Linked DNA regions of Mus musculus: all the other regions are linked to region 1. A link is a contact called in public promoter capture Hi-C data. All regions are on one chromosome and are shown on one strand. The core of a region is the stretch at or near the end of the contact, and the rest is flanking DNA. Distances in the headings are between cores, read along the strand shown. Region 1 holds the start of Car10 (carbonic anhydrase 10). Region 2 holds the start of Mmd (monocyte to macrophage differentiation-associated). Region 3 holds the start of Hlf (hepatic leukemia factor). Region 4 holds the start of Stxbp4 (syntaxin binding protein 4).

The links. Promoter capture Hi-C pulls out the DNA fragments that hold promoters and counts their contacts.
Region 2: a promoter capture Hi-C map of embryonic stem cells shows a contact between it and region 1, with 13 times the contacts expected there. The contact joins the promoter of Mmd here to the promoter of Car10 in region 1. A contact is called at or near these places in 2 of 39 promoter capture datasets (embryonic stem cells and hippocampal neurons) and 1 of 115 datasets of contacts at active chromatin or transcription factors (embryonic forebrain).
Region 3: a promoter capture Hi-C map of embryonic stem cells shows a contact between it and region 1, with 7 times the contacts expected there. The contact joins the promoter of Hlf here to the promoter of Car10 in region 1. A contact is called at or near these places in 2 of 39 promoter capture datasets (embryonic stem cells and hippocampal neurons).
Region 4: a promoter capture Hi-C map of embryonic stem cells shows a contact between it and region 1, with 8 times the contacts expected there. The contact joins the promoter of Stxbp4 here to the promoter of Car10 in region 1. A contact is called at or near these places in 3 of 39 promoter capture datasets (cranial neural crest, embryonic stem cells and hippocampal neurons) and 2 of 115 datasets of contacts at active chromatin or transcription factors (astrocytes and embryonic stem cells).

Annotation. Positions count from the first base shown.
Region 1 is chr11:93,096,514-93,100,626 of GRCm38.p6, reverse strand. Car10 (carbonic anhydrase 10) reads right to left here and starts at 2,261. Exons shown (of 10, transcript NM_001361708.1): 1 at 1,905-2,261; 2 at 341-981. The coding sequence starts at 401.
Region 2 is chr11:90,247,522-90,251,634 of GRCm38.p6, reverse strand. Mmd (monocyte to macrophage differentiation-associated) reads right to left here and starts at 2,159. Exons shown (of 7, transcript NM_026178.2): 1 at 1,900-2,159. The coding sequence starts at 1,925.
Region 3 is chr11:90,389,010-90,393,122 of GRCm38.p6, reverse strand. It overlaps Hlf (hepatic leukemia factor), which reads left to right and starts at 2,206. Exons shown (of 4, transcript NM_172563.3): 1 at 2,206-2,873. The coding sequence starts at 2,759.
Region 4 is chr11:90,635,702-90,639,814 of GRCm38.p6, reverse strand. Stxbp4 (syntaxin binding protein 4) reads left to right here and starts at 1,707. Exons shown (of 18, transcript NM_011505.2): 1 at 1,707-1,782. It overlaps Cox11 (cytochrome c oxidase assembly protein 11, copper chaperone), which reads right to left and starts at 1,631. Exons shown (of 4, transcript NM_199008.2): 1 at 1,263-1,631. The coding sequence starts at 1,625.

The DNA.
Region 1 (4,113 bases), core at 1,012-3,511:
CCTTCTCCCTTCCAGGACGCTACAAAGATCCTACCCATAGCGGCACACCTACACACACCTACACACACACACACACACACACACACACACACACACACACACACACACACAGAGTCACACATATATGGACACACAAGCCCGTGCACACACCCTTGGGCTTAGAAGGTCTTTGATTCATAAGATAGCAAAGCCACAGAACGAAAAAGGCCCGTGCCACCTCTTTGCTTCCCGCCCTAAGTCTGCACACGATAAAAATAAAAATAATAATAATAATAACCACACATTCTAAACACCACCACAGAACACACCACCCCGCCAGCAACCCCAGCACGTCCCGTACCTGATATGCAGACGATGAAATTGGCTTGAAGAAGAAAAAGCACCTCCCAGACTATTTCCATCCTCTGATTCTCATTCCAGGTGCATCACTCGACGGGAAAACAGGGGGGAAGGGGGGAGCCCGACACGGTACACACATACACACACGCACACTCTCTCCAGAGAGCGCACACTCGCGCTCCCACCCGACAGCCGGCCAGGGACAGGCACCCCCAAGATCAATAACGCAGTTTGAATTGTTTCGGCAAATCTCCCCTCGGGCTCTTCGGATGTACTCCCCAGATGTGCTGACACATGTCCGATGCCTCGTTGCCTCGGAGGTCTCCCCTCTCTTGTATCTCTGCTCCTCTCACCAGTGGCAGAAATGGCACTTGCGGCGACCGCGGTGGCGGCGGCGGCAGCCACCTGAAGCCAACAGCACTGGGCTTTTCCTGCAAAACCGAGACCCCGATCCGCCGGGCGCCCCAAGAAGACATAGACAACAGCCCCCCGCTGGGCCGAGCTGTAGAGTTCTGGGCTCTTGCTCTCTTTCCGTAGGCTAGCTGAGCCCAGGTAGTCCGCGACAAGTTGCCCTCGAAGTCCGCCCCCCTTCACCGGGGCATGGTCAAAGGGTGACTGCTGTCTCTGATCAGGCCAGTTCTCCTGCTTCCGGAGGGGTGGGGAGAGAGGAGCAGACACCGCACACAGAGAAAGAAAGAGAAGCGGGGATTATTGCCCGCAAACACAGGTCACCAGCTGCCTCCGTTGACCCTCCCTGCTCCCCAAGTCCTCGAGCCGCCTGCCGCCTCCAAGCTGGCTTCAGGCGATGCTTCCAGGACGCCGAGCCCAAGGCTAGGCTCCCAGGACTGGGGTGCGTCGGGAGTCTCACTGACTCCCCCTCGTTGCACGCGCGCTTTCCGCTTTTCTGCTATTTTCCAGGGCTCCCCAGACCCCGCAATTGCCTCGCTTCCATCGCCCGCAACTAGCACCGCCGCCGAGATTTTCCGCAATGCAACTGCAGGGGTCGTTATTTCCTCGCCTACGGATCCCGACGCCTTCCCACTTGGAGAGGAGGAGGGCAGGTGGGGGCGGGAGCACGAGGAGGAGGGGAAGGAGAAGGCTCGGCCAGGTGAGCTTCCGTGCGGCCGCCCGGAGTCCCCACGTCAGCGGGGCGGCCAGGCACCCGGGGGCGGAGGCAAAAAGTCCGTCCCGGGGAGGGCGGCGAGGACATAAGGAGCAGTAGCTGGGAGTCAGCACTTCAGGCCACTGCCTCGGCCGGGACCCTAGGCGCCAGCCTTGGAACTCCGCCCCGCCCGGCTGCCCCGCTTCCCCTCCAGGAGCTTGGAGTTTCTTTTTTCTTTAAAAAGAACTTCTCGGCTGTTCGCTCACTACAGAAAAGCCGTGCGGGACTCATCTTGGAAGGACTGCGCTGTGCTCATTCCCTCTGCAGCGGAATTTGAAGGATTTTTTTTCTTTCTTTCTTTCATAATCCATTCCCTGCCCTCTCCTTTTCGTCCCTCTCCTGCTCCCTCCTTCCCCCCCCCCCCGCCCCCATCCTGCTCGGATGCCAGAAGAAAGCTACTTACCCCACAGTTCTCTTCGCAGATTCCCTGATCAGGTGCAACTCTTGCCCGCAAGTCCCTCACCTCCCTCCTCTCGCAACGGACACTCTAAGTCCGGGTACCAGCGGCCGCCAACCGCATCCCTATCAGAGCAGCTACGGGAGAATCCGATACCATCGGAAACCCAGGCCTCCCGGGAAACGGGTTTCCCTTCTTGTTTTTCTTTCACCGTTTTTCTTTAGAAAAGCTCTCAAACGCTTTGGTGGCTTTTGATGGACCCCGGGATACTCTCGGTCAGCGACACTCAGCAGCTTCCAGGGAAGGAGATTTTCCCCCAGCAAGCCGGCGCGCGCGCACTCTTGCCCAGCGCGCGGCTCTCTCGGGCCCCAGGGGAAGGAGGGGGCGGCGAGAGCACCACCCACCACCCAGGCGGAGCCGGAGCCGCCGGGTCTGCAGAAGGTCTAGCCCTGGAAGGGCGGCCTGGGAATGCAGTGCGGATGCAGGGTAAATGCTAGGAAATCCTGCGCTCCGGACTGCTCGCCTAAAAGGGCTAGGGGTGAACAGGGAAGGAAAAACTGCAGCAGATTTGTGTGCGTCTATCAAGGCAGGAGTGGCTGGCGGAAAGCCCCAGACCTACCTCTTTTAAGGGTGCTGAAGAAGAAGAGGGCAGGGCAGAGGGAATCCCTGGAAAGATCTGGGGTTTGTGGAGAAGCTTGTCCGGATACCCAAGTGTGACGTTGGGAGGCTTTGCATAAGCGCGGATGGACACACACAACAAACACACGCACAACCCACAGGGAATATTTTTGTACTTTTAAATTGCTGATGCTTAGAAGCTGTTTCACTGTGAGCCTCGATCTAATAAGCATAGAAAGAGTGGAGAAGTGGAAAGGAAGAAGGTGGGAAAGAACCATGTTTTTTGATCTGCACAGTAGATGCAGCAAACACAGCGAACATCCAGACTGTGTGGCATCTAAGGGTGCGGCATAAGAGCCAAAGTAGTTACACCAGAGGGCTCCCCGGATTCTTGAATGGAGTCTAGGAAGTCTAGAGATTCTCTGTACTGGGAAGTCGGGCGTCATGAGACCCGGAGGGGAGCAGTGGGGGTGTGGGGGCTGGCGCTGAGAGAGGAAGGAAAGCAGCTAGCTGACTGCAGAAACCAGAGTGTGCGGTTCTGCAGCCTCCGGGGATCCTAAAAAAGAACCGCTGGCAGTCTTGCCTACTCTTTAAGAAGGAGGTGTGGCCGAGGGAATTTTTTCCCCCCTCTGAGACGACAGCCAAGGACTCCAGGTGGCCAACGCATTAAAAATCGAGGCTCGGATGAAATAAATCCATGCTTTTTAGGTAGAGAACTTTGAGACTCAGCAGGAAAGACATTGAGACTTGAGAACATTAATAGAATCAGAGACGGTGAGAATTAGCCCATTTGGGAAACATAGAGGGGAGTGTTTGTCTCCGTGTCTTGAAAGTAGACTGCATGAAAGGGATTTTTTTGAGCAGAGAGAGAAGAAAGCAGTTTGCCAAATGTGAACAGAGCCATCGTAGGTCAGCACCACGGATAGCGACCTACCTTCTGTGATTCCAAGCTGGTTTACTGACAGCAGGAGAGCTTTCTCTCTGGATGTGCAAGCAAAGTGACTGGGTTTTATACCACATAACCATTCATTTATTAACGGATTATGCAAATATCAAGTGACTGACTTATATACATCAAGCATTGTAGTACAGTGTTGTGGTTTTAAAACTGAAAAGCACGATGGGTGTTTATCACAGAGCTCAGAGATTGTGCCTTCCTGTACATTTTGCCTTAAGACCAATGCTAGTAAATAATAGTTCATCCCTTTCTTTCCTGCCTAGACCTGCCACTGTCACTGTAAACGTTTAATTTATCATTGTTTATAATGTATTTAAAAAATAAACTCATGAGATTATTTGTTAGTTAAAAAAATGTATTGATTGATTTCCATAGACCAGGCATTGATGAGTCTCTAGCATGAATTATCTCACTTAGTCATCATTAACATCCCGTCTTGGTCCATTTGTGATGCTTTCACAAAATAGCACAGCCCACAAAATTTATAAATAATTTTTTACACTCCTGGAGGCTGGGAGAGGGCTGAGGTTGGGACATTCCACACTGAGAGAAAGGGTTCTTTCTATGTCCTTATACAACAGGAGACAGAAAGACAAAATATTTTAAAGCACTTCCCATGATAGTTTTATAAGGGTAAAT
Region 2 (4,113 bases), core at 910-3,409, 2.8 Mb after region 1:
TGAAGACAAAAAGATGTGGAAGACAATTTTCAACCTTTTAATGTGTGAATCATAAAACTCAGGACTTTTCTGATATTACTTTGTATTTGCAGGCTGATTCTCAAGTTCAAATTGATGCTTATAAATAGTCTAGGCTATAATAGAGAAAGAGGTAATGAAGGGATTGCATCAATCAGAATCAAAGGAGACCCAGGGATCACCAAGAAAGACACAACTAACATTTGCAGAGCACAATAATATACACCTATAATATACACCTACTCAACAATTACATTCTGTGATACTCTGAAAGATAACCCCTGTGTATTCTAATGTTTGAATGGGTAAGACTCCAAAATAGGATGAAAGTGAATTCTGTCCATTAAAAAAGATTGCTCAATCAGCTGAGGTGGTTTTTATTTTTTCATTTTAGAGCTCTCTGAATGTTGGTACAATAAGCAAAAACAGACATTTTCCTTCTTTTTATAGAATTCAAAAGGATAGACTAGAAACCCAAACTCTTCGTCAAATAGGGAAGGGGTAATTTTGCAGAATATAGCTACTGGTCTCTGAAAGCAGGAAGCCCACAAAGACATGCAAAGGAAAGAATCAGACAAACAACCCACACGCACAGGACATGAGGTTCACACACGTTACAGAGTCTCTTAAATCCACTGTGGTTCTAAACGAGAAAGACCAAGGTTCCTTTCTGCCTTTGACATAGAGACGTAGTTCTCCTCCAACGATAGTGCCAGACTTCCAGCCACCAAGTAATAAGCAATATTCAGAAAGCAATCCAAATCTTCAAGCCGATCTCCCCCAATACTGAGCGCAAAGACCACCCTCATCCTGTGCATGTTGTGTTGGCTCTTTTACCCTTTGAGACTGGAAGAAATGAGATAAGCATTAATGAGTGAACAGGGGAAAGAAGGGAAAGGAAAACTAAATGGTGTGTTTACATTTTAAAATAAAAAGAAAGACCACTTCAAACTCAATAGCCTGCTCGGAAGATTTTAAGCATTTCTGCTTTTGAATTCTCTGGTACATCACACTAGGCTACCCTGTTGGTGGTGAAGGGCTGGGAATGGGTATGGCTGCCAGGCTCAGACAAAGGGATGGAGTTACCAGAAACCCCATGGGTGAACTTTCACCCACTTAGAAACATTAAAGCCCAGAGCTTTCTTTGGGAACAATAGGTCGGCAGCCTTCATCATTCCTTCCACGCAGGTAATCCACCCGGGAGAGAAGGGCCACACTATGTCCCTCAAGTCGGGCTACCCTACCACCTCTTTAGTGTAGAGCAGACAACCCGCCTTCCGGTGGCGCCTCCTCCGTTCTTTCTCCCTATTTCCTAAAACCAGGTTTCTCAAAGGCATGTCTCTCCACCTGAATGCTAACTTGCCCCTGCCAAAAAAAAATCCCCCAAATAGCACACCATTAGGTTCTTAGCCCGAGACACACAACCCCTCCGGACACCATCAGGAAAGCTGGACCTAGAGAAGCGTGCCTCAGTTTCCCTGTCTCTAGGGCCAACCACCGACAAAACACCTCAAAAAGCTCAGGCCAGACCTCCTACCCGCTGTAAGACAAACATCGCCACAGGGTGCTGCAGCAGCCTTAAGAGACCTCACGTTGGGGTTTGTATAAGGGTGGAGGCCCTGAGTGGAGTCGTGGGGAGGGGGCTCTGAGGCTGGAGTAGTCTGCTAGAAGCTAGCAGCAGCGGTGTCTGGATGGGGATCTCAAGGGCCAAGCTAGGTTTGCAAGCGGATGGAGGAGGCAAAGCAGATGCGGGGTCCCGGGGCACAGATCCCAAGCTGCCTGGAGGAAGGGGATCGCAGAACTGCGAGTCTTCCCGGGAGCCGGTCCTCGTCAGGGCTCGGGATCCCCCGGGACGGAGCACGTTCCCCGCAGAACTCTCACCGCTGGAATCGATTCCTGAACCGCATTGATCCACCGCTCCACCGCGGGGGCCGGGAGCTCCGTCTCTTTTGCACCGGCGGCAGGGCGCGCCGGCCTCATGGGCTTGAGCTGCTCCGAGGCCGCTGGCGTGCCAGGCGGGAGCCACGCAACTGGGCAGGGCCGGAGTGGGCCACACCGGGGGTCGGTCAGCACAGGGCCCGGGCCAGAGCAGGCGCCTGGGGGCGGGAGGGAGGCCGCTTAAACGGCCCCGGCGCCTCCCGCCTCCCGCCTCCCTGGCTCCTCCGCCCCCGGGTGCCTGGGCCCCGCCCCGGAGCCCGGCTCCGCCCCTGCCCGCTGCTCTCGCTGCGTGCGCCCGCAGCCACCTGCGCGTCACCGCGCCCAGTGGCCAATCAGTGTCCGGAGCGGCGCAGGGCTCCGCTGCCATTCATTTCCCTTGAAGCTCGGTAGGTGGGGCGGAACCTCAGAGCCGAGGGGTGTGGCTAGCCGAAAGGGGAGGAGCGCTGGGAGGGCGGTGCTCTGCATTAAAGCTTTGAGCGTGTGAGCTGCAACAGAGAGGAAGGAACAACGGTGTGTAGGAGATGGCCCACAATCTTAGAAGCAGCTGTGCCGGAAGTGGCAGCGAGCAAGAATCTATCTCTGCCTTCTAATCTTGGCCCCATATCGTTTATCCAGCCTTCATTCATTTCTGCGTCCTTCCTTTCATTTATTTCTTCACCTTTTACGCTGTGTAAAGACGGATTAGTAACACGGCTGTCCTATAAAGAAGAGATTGGAATTTCTCCAGGGGGATTCTTCTGGAGAGATCTTTTTACGTCCTCCATTTTATTTTCTATTTTTTAACCCAAGAAATTTCCAAGGAAAGAGTAGACTTGAATCGGCCCCTTTTGCTAAACCTCTGTAAAGCTAAAAGGACTTGCCAGAAGAGCAGATCCTAGGGAGAGAAGAGATAAGAGGTAGTGAATACACTCAGAAGAATACTGGAAAAAAGGAATTGACATGTGCAGGACCTGTCAGCATCACTCCTGAAATCCAGGTGTGCTCCCATCCAGGAAACCTGCCCACACACATCCCCCACTCCTCAAACTTCACCTTCTTGAGGGACTTAGGGCCAGCTTCGAAGCAGTATTTACTCTTTTTGAAACGAATGAAAGATGGGGGGATGCCGGGGAATGGTTTCACCCACCATTCTAGTGTCCTTCTCTTTAAGTGCCCCGGGGTGCTTTCCACAACAATTGCTTTGATCTTGGAAGGAATCCTTAGGTTCAAAATTATGTTACTCATTTCACAGGTATGGAGGCCAAGGCTTTGAAAGGTGGCACTGTTTACAATAGCCAAGTTATTATATTAGTGTAGGTGCCTACCAAAGGATGTAGAAAGAAAATGTGGTGTGTGTGTCTAGAGACAGCATGGAAAATTAGTCAGCCAGAAGGAAAAAAATGAAGACTCGGGAGTGATCTTTCCATTCCAAAGCTGCACACTTGGTTTAAAAGGACAATCGGCTCCAATAGAGGAGGACTGGATTGTTCTTCAGTGTGTGTGTGTGGGGGGGGGGGGGGTTACGAGTAACTACATTTCTGGGAACAGAGAAATGGATGGAACTAGATATCATCATATGAAATGAAATAAATAAACCAGGCTCAGAAATACAAATGTTAAATGTTTTCTCTCATATGTTAAATGTAGAGAAGTGGGGGTTGGGGAGTCATCAATGTAAAAGAGGATCAGGGAGTGAAAAAGAAACTTGCCCGATGCAAAACAGATTCCTACATAGCTTCCTCTAACACGAAGCACCAGATACCATCAGGTCAGTATGCCAACGGCCTCTCCCTAAGTTTTAAAACAGCACAATTCTTAAAACACACACCTGACTCCTTTTGCACTCACAGTAAAGCCTGACAACTAGCATAGCTTGAAAATCTACCAATTGACTACATGGCACTCCCCTTATAAACGATCAAGGGGCAGTAACAAAGGTACTAACTAAAAGATAACTGAAAATTAGCCACATGAAATGACAACCTAAGGGATAGGAACTGTAATCACAACAAATGTCCCACTTCCTTGGGGGCGGGGGGGACGACGCAGGGGAGGCTATTGTGTGAGAGGACCTAAGAAGTCTCTGTACTTTCCTTTTGGTCTTGCTCTGAACCTCAAGCTGTTAAGATGATTTGCTTTTTCTCTTTAAGAGAAAGAAATGAAATGTTGATGCCGTCT
Region 3 (4,113 bases), core at 957-3,456, 2.7 Mb after region 1:
CAAAAAAAAAAAAGTTAAAAGATGAAACCTTCCTCTCTCTCTGACAAGAGCACAGAAGCTCTCCTGTGTGTGTGTGTGTGTGTGTGTGTGTGTGTGTGTGTGTGTAGATTAACATGGGCATCTTCTCTGTTTCTGAGACAGGGTCTCTCACTCAACCTGGAGCTCACTCATTGCCTAGGCTGGCAGCCAGTGAGCTTTTAGGATCTCCCTATCTCTGCCTCCCCAGTGCTGGGGTTACAGGCCCATGCTGCTGCTGCTGGAGGCTGTTCTTCCTCCCTCCCTCCCTTTTCATGTTGATGCAGGGGAATCCAAGCTTGTATCTTCATTCTTATGACCCAAGTGCTCTTTAATCCACTGAATAATCTCTTCAGCTTCCAGCGGAGTCCCTTCTTTTCTGAGAAGCAAACCGACTGAAGGGTTGGGAAGTTTATGAGGGACCACTGGCTCCAAGCTCACCTCAGGCGCTTCTCTGCACTCTCCTTCCAGTAACAGATGCCCACGTCAGCTCTCTCTGTTACTGGGTTTTGGAGTCCAGACTTTGTGTGCTTCTATGGCATCCTTTCCCTGGTATAGCCAGGTCTTATCCATCCATCATCTCACCAGCCCCAGCCCAGTCAATGGCATGCAGTGGTGCTCACTGAATGTACACCGCATCCACCCCAGGGCTCATGTTTCTGGGATCTGACATCACAAGAGCATCTCAGAATGTCATCTTACCATTCACTTTGCCCAGGTGTTAGCAGGAGGAAATGAAGGCCACGGGACCAGCCGTCCATTTACCCGGAAACTTCTGCTCAGAGAAAGAGTCAGGGCTACTTATCATGAACTTCCAGTGCCCTTGGCCAGGGTCCGGAATTTCCTGAATTTTAGATTTCTCTTCTCTCCTTTCTTATCTCTCATTTTTTGGTAGTGGGGTGGGGGAGGGGCATCCCAGTAATATTTGCACCCCAGGAACCCAGTCTATGTTCACAAAAGCCTTTCTGCCTCATTGAAAAGCTTCTTGCAGACCCTTCCCCACAGGTCTGAGGAGACAGCTCACTGTGATATAGAACTAGCTAGACATGGGTAAGGCCATACATTCAACCATCAGTACTGCAAAAACCATCCCACATGCTCCTCCACGGGTCAGGGGGACTTAGTGCTGGATAGAAATGTGTAATTGGTGGGTGGGTGGGGGTGGAAAGTGGAAAGAGAAGCGTGGAGATGCGGTTCGTGTGTCTCAGTTCTCCTGGCTGGGGAGGCAGAATGCCTACATTCCAATCCATCCACTCCGCCAAGGTGTTCTCCCCCACACCCTCAGCAGCAAGGTCAAAAAACTGGCCTTTTCACAGCCTTCAAAAGGCCAGAGGGATGTGCTGCAGCCACAAACAAGATTCCCCTAATCTTTTAACAAAGAGTTTACAAATTTATTTTAATTAGTATTCAGACCTTCTAAGTTAGCCTAATTACAGCCATGCTGGGCCTTTTAAATACTCCTAACTTTCATTCCTTGTGTTTAAGTCTCTCCTGCTTTCCTTCCATTGCAAGCAAATGTCTGTCTTGTTAATTCCCTCGGACAGCGTGGGAGACAGTTCACTTCAGTCTGCAGCTCCTGTCTCCATTCTACGTTTTTGCACATTGTTTGGAATTCAGGAAAGTTGATATCTTAGGTCGGATATGCAGTGGGGCTAGAAGGAAAGTACTAAGCTCACCAGGAGCGAGGAGGAGAAATATCCAGAAGTCATTCGCTTCAAGTCTATCCAAATCTCCTAAACTTGTCCTGGGGAGCTTTAAAAAACATTGCTAGCCAGGACATCGCCCCGGGGGTTGGGGGTTCTAATTTAAGTCCGGAATGCCACTTGGCCATCTTTTAAAAATCATCTTCTTTTAAAATCACCAATTTATTTCCACATTGCAAACCACTGACACGAATTTCTCATTGTTCTGCTCTGGGGGGCGGGGGGGGGGAACGGAGGGGGAAGGGCTCGCGTGCAAAAGGAGTCAGGGTGAGAGTTAGCGCGCGTTATTCCCAGCGCAAGGCAGAGAGTGAAGCAGGAAATCTGGCACCTGTGCTTTTCGCAGCCCACCAACGCCGCAAGGGCCGGAAAAACAGCGCGTGCGGCGATGCTACACACGCAGCCCTGGGGGGGCGGGGTGGATGGGCGGGCCCGATTTGGGCCCCGCCCCTGCACGCCTATCGGCGCGCGGTGCGGGCCCTGACGTCACTCTTGTCAGGGCAGCGGCACATGGACTGCCTGATGCGCTGAGCCCGGCGCTGCGGGGCCGCGGAGCGCGGGGAGCAGCGGCCGCGGCGGGGAGGGGGGTGGGGCGGGACGGCACAGCCTCCGGTGCTCGCGCGAGGGGCCGGGGCCCGCGCTTTGCCTTCTGCTCATCTGCAGCCGTCTACGTTTTCAAAATTTCTCTCTTTCCTTTTTCCCCCCACCTCCTTGCAATTTTGAACATTTTGCAAGACTGAGTGTTGGAGGCAGGTGAGAAAGCATCCTGCACTGGGTCGGAGGAGTCCGCGGCGCTAGATGCGCCTTCCCTGGACTGTCGGCACTGAGAACACGAAAGTTTTTTTGTTTTTGTTTTTGTTTTTTTTTGATATTTGTATGCTGATGTATTTACAAAGACAGAAGTGATTTTTTTTTTTCTTCCTTGTCTGCACTGTTTTGAAAGCGAGTACTTTTGGTTGGCAAAGGACGGAGGAAACAAAGCTCATCAACATTTCGGGGCGGCGATTGGCCTTCTTTTTAAAAAGACAATTGAGTGCATCACGATGGAGAAAATGTCCCGACAGCTCCCCTTGAACCCCACCTTTATCCCGCCTCCCTACGGCGTGCTCAGGTCCCTGCTGGAGAACCCGCTGAAGCTCCCCCTTCATCCTGAAGACGGTGAGCGTTGCCTCGGCAGCTGGGCTCAGGGAAGGGACTACACTCCCAGGGACCCCCCTAGTCGGCTGGGAGGGCACCAGCATCTTTCTTCCCCTCGCCTTGCTTTAGTGAAATTGGGGGGCTTACTCCCTCTTTCTCCTCAATGCAAAGGGGATCCCTCCGGGGCAACATTTGAAATAGCGCTGGGAACCTGGCTCGCCTGCCTTTCTAGGTCTGTCCTCCTGCAGCGCAGGTGACAGGTGAACTTGACAGGTCAGGATCGCTGCTTTGAGTGACAGGGTGTGCGCTTCCCTGGGAGACTAGTGTCTCTGGGACTGGAGAGGAGAAAGGGCGGGAGGTGGCTGGTTGGAGCCTGGCAGAGAGGGGGGGGTCAAAGTAAATGGGGGTTCTCACTCGGCGGCAGCCTGAATATTCGGATCGTGTTAGTGTTTTGTGTTGTGAACTCACGCGGCATGAGCGGAGAGGCGCTTTCTCCCGCAGACCCGCAATTCACAAAGCGGGGTGGGGGTGGGGGGAGTGGTCTGTCGGCGGGAAGCGGTGCACGCCTCCAGCGCTGACACTTTCCCGGTGCTCTCTTCCCGGTGGGAGGGGAGAGCTGAGCAGGCTCACGTGTAACCGCGTGCAGGAGCCTCCTCTGGCTTGAGCCCTTTCTTGGTAAGTCTCAAACCTTCCCTAGGCAACCGTGGCTTGGAGCTAAGGAGACGGGTAGGGGGATATGGTGGGGAGTGGGGGGGGGGCTGGGGGTAGATGCATGTGAGACCTAGCTGGGAACGCAATTGATGCCAGAACGGATTTGTGTTTTGGGCCGGTGCAGTTTCTTGCCTTTGGTGTTATCACAGTGACAGAAGCGAATTATGCTGCTCCTGCATAAATTCTTGAAAAGATTATTTGGCTGGAAATAGCTTCGGGGTGTTTGCATCAATTTCCCTGGGAGAGAACGCCTGTTGCATTGCAAGAGTTGCTGGTGCTTGATTGCGCGTGCAGACCGCCCCCCACCCCCAATACCCTCCCGCACTGCTTCTTAAGGAGTAGCATTTGGGAGAAATCTGCGGATGCGTTAGGCTTTTGTGGTCGATGTTTTTAAGCCTAACTCTAATGAGACTGCGGAGGATTTGAAGATTCGAATGGGTGGCGGTGGGACTACATTTCTCTAATGAGAAACAAAACAAAACAAAACTCAGAATCAAATTCTCTAATCCCTGATTCCACCCACACCTGAATATTGGCAAAATGCAGACAG
Region 4 (4,113 bases), core at 458-2,957, 2.5 Mb after region 1:
TGGCTACCCTGCCCGCCAACTACCCTAAAGTAGCAAAAGAGTAATTTGTGTCTGACGTTTCCCCATCACCATTATTTCCTCATTAGAGGTAGAGGTGGTGTTACTTCCAAGGTGTACACACTGCTGCCTGAGGTTATCACAATTCTCACTGCCAGATAATTCACCTTTCTTACACCAGAAAAACAAAAAGCCGAATGAGGCTAAAGGAAGATGCAAAAAAAAAAAAAAAAAAAAAAAAACCCTACCATATTAATATTTTATTATCTTTCTTTCACTTGTTACACACGTTACTTAGCTTTTTCAATTTCTCTCAATATTGTCAAATTAAACTTTAATCCTAAAAGAGAAATCATAAATTTGACCTTAGTTAACAGGTAAGGATATGATTCTGTTTCAGAGACTCAGTTTTAAGATGAACTATTTTTTTTTTCATAAAGGATTTAAATCCGCTGAAGAAAAAGCAAGTTAAGTGTTCCGTCTTTCAATAACAAAACAATTCCTTATATATTCTAGGGACATGTTATTGAAGTTTCTCAAGTTTGGTGTTTAAACTAAAAGGTAGAAAACAGAAAAATAATGTCCTGGGCTCAAGCCTATATTACTGAGTCTGTCACAGTTTTCCTGGGTTACATTTTAATTTGCTCATGAAGAGGGACCATTCTATGGCTTCCCTTATTTATTTATTTCCTTCTCTAAAACTCGTTGATTCCACAAGTAACAGGGCATTCTTTTGGAAATATCGGTGCTTAACGTGGAACTTGATTTTAGGGTTTTTTTCCTTTTTTTTTTTTTTTAAACCTCAGGCTAACCCAGCCTAGCCTGATGATGCTAAACTAGCCTAGGCTGATGATGCTAACCTAGAATGAGGAAAGCTTGAACACAGGAGTGTCAATTCCATTTCTGTGGGTCTCGGCACCACTGTATACTATTAGCATTTTAGGTTGGACAACTATCTGGGGCAGGGGAGGTGTCCTGTGAACCTCCAGGTATGCGACAGCCGCTCTAACTCACCAAGTGTCAGCGGTACCTTCTCCCCGCGCTTCACAGAATGGCTGTGCTGATAGCCCTTTGAAGGGTGGCACCAGCTCCATCATTACCGGAACCGGCTTCCACTTGCAAGGTTTTTTAGTGACCTTGGGCACGTCCTTCCCGGTCTGGATCCGAGGCGACGCCCCCCTCCCCCCTCCGGCGGGTGACCTCGGCCTCCCCGGCAGGGGGATGGCTCAGGTGGGATCCGTGCCGCGCTTCGTCCCCTCCCTTACCTGGCAGTAGAGCCGATAGAGGGGCACCGCGGCGTAGGAGGCCCCCAGCATGCCCACGGCGGCCGCGGCCACGTAGGTGAGCACCGTCTTGTTCCGCCGCCGCCACTCGTCCTCCTGCGCGCGCTGGAAAGGGTTGCTGCTCCTCGGCCGCCGTGGCGGCTGCGTCGCGGGCCCCCGGACCCCGCACGGGCGCTTCCATGTCCCGAGGCGTCTCAGACCCCGCTCCGCGCCTCCGAGCCCATCCCACCCGGGCCTAAGCACCAGCTCTGCGTTCACCACAGTCCGCCCTGACCACCCGGGCTGCCTCCAGCCCCGGCCACACGAAGCCACCAACCTCCATCCCGGACACCAGAGCCCTCCCATAACCCCCCGGAAAGAATGCCCGCCTGGCGGGGCCGCTGGCGAGATCTCGCGAGACCTCGCGAGTCTCGCGGTACCCGGCTTGAGCCTCCGCTGCTGCCTTGACTACCAGATTCCACAGTTAGCAGTGGCGCTACGGAGGCCGGGTGGCCCGAAGAGGGTAAGTTCGCGTTTTCTTGCTAAGTGACTGTGCCTCGCACTTTTGTTTCCTTGGGATGCTTCTTTAGTTTACTTTGCAGAAAATGCATTTGGGCCTTCGGCGTGCAAGCTCCTCACTGGGGCTTGTATCCCCATCTCCCCAAACTTCGCCAGCCTTTGTCTCGACCTAGCGGCCCCCAGCGGCAGCTCTGCCGCGGGGCTCTCACTTGGGGTTCGCTCAGCCCCGTTGCTTTCCGCCGCTGACTGAGCGCAGGCAAACCAACGTCCCTCTTTCTGGAACACTTAGTATGAGAACCGCCTTTCTCTCCAACACCCCGACCTGTGCATCTTCTCAGCCCCATGGGCAGATGTCTCCCACTGCGCTCATCACCCCTCTGCTGTTTACCCAGCAAAACCATTAGGTCAGACAGCCGCCGAAAAAACCAAGTTTGTTCAGAATAGAGGGACCAGGACAGGAGGGCCTTTAAAGGAGGGACTGAAGGAATAAAGACGTGCATCTTGCAGGCACAGACCCCTGGGAAATACGCTAAAGCTTTCTTCAGTTCTCTAAATGTTCCACAAACAAGGACCAATAAATATTAAATAGCACTGAGAGCAGATTCGGAGGTTAAGCATCAATGAATTTACACAAGTCTTGTCCTTGCATAAGTTTAATTTTAATATGACTTCTCCGTAACCTGATGGCCCTATTTCGTGAATGGAAATCACAGTAATTCAAGGAGGGTAAGAATATAATATGATTTTTGCCATTGCTTGAAGCATAGTAAGAATTTTATAAAAGTTAGGTCATTTCTTTTTCAAAATAATGGTTTGGTTTTATTAATTCTTTGAGGGTATTTTACTCTGTATTTGGGTCATATTCATCCCCTACTCCAGGCTCCTCCCAAAACTACCCCCCCCCCCACATTATTATTATCCAGAGTCCAGGCTGAAGGCGAACTAACTCATTGATGTGTTAGTCTGTGAGTGTGATCGGTGTGATCAATTGCACCATTAAAGAAAACTGACTTTCCTTCTTCCAGAAGCTGTAAGAAGCCAATAGCTCTCTCGTGCCCACCTTTCCACCTCCATAAGCTAGAGCTTATTTCTGATGGCCTCTGTGGGTCTAACTATCCCCACATTGTGGATTGGAACCGAAAACTGGAAGAGCTATCAGTCAATCAGCACGTATTCCTTGACTCTCACTGAGCCATACACCTTTTTAGTTTGCTGGGGACATTCCAAACTAAGTCAGGCACAATCACTTTTGTTATTGACTGCAGCCTCTACTGAAGGACTCAGAAAATAAATGTAAAATAAAGGAATTTCAACTAACAGTGTCTGCTATGAAACTAGCTGATGATGGCATGAAGTCATTGAGAGTGACAATGAGGAGGGTAAAAGAAGGTCTAAAGAGGTAAAAGAAGGTCTTCCTGGGGGTGACATTTGAGCCTACTCCCAAACTGTGAAAGAGCTACCCACGAGACAAAAATCTCACATCGTACACAAGTCCAGAGACAGAAATAAGTTGGATAGGATTGAATATCAACAAAGACAAACAACAACAAAAAAAACCAGGGTCCGTGTGGAGCGTGCAGAGCGAGCAGAGTTAACAGTGAAAGGAAATGGGGTCACAGCAGGTACAGACACCTGATACTACAGAGCTATTTCAGCCATGGCTAAGGGACAAAATGGGAGTGATCGGATATGATTTGATTCACACTGCAGGAAGAACATGATGTAAGTCACACGGTGAGAATGAGCAGGGCAAGGGGAAGCAGAAGTGAGGGGCATCTGCATGTTAGTGACAGTGGAGATGATGGCCTTGAAGAAGTAACTGAATAGTGGCCACAGCGCTGAGGGCTGTAGGCATCGTCTAGGACATCACTCTAGTAGGTGGTCACTGAAGTTACAGACTTCTCTTCTCCCATCTTGGTATGACAGTGTTTGGTCACCCTTTCCCTCTACATGTACTTTCATTCTGATACCAGATTGTCAACATTTTGCTCTCATTTTACTTTTCTTACTGCATAGACTCAAATTCCATATGAGGGGGCTGGAGAGGTGGCTCAGACCTTAAGAGCGTTTGCTGTTCTTGCAGAGGACCTGGCTTCTGTTTCCTGCACTCACCTAGGGACACAGAACTGTCTCTGACTTCAGTTCCTGGCTTCTTCTAGCTTCTTCAGGCACTGCACATACATGGCACCTACACGCAGACAATATACTTGTAAATGTTTTTAAAATCCTATGCTAATGCTAATGTGCTTAAAGCTAACAATATATTTCCTTCAACTATTTTCCCTTTCCAGCTATTGTTTCTCCATATTTTTCAAAACAGCTGTATAAATGTGTC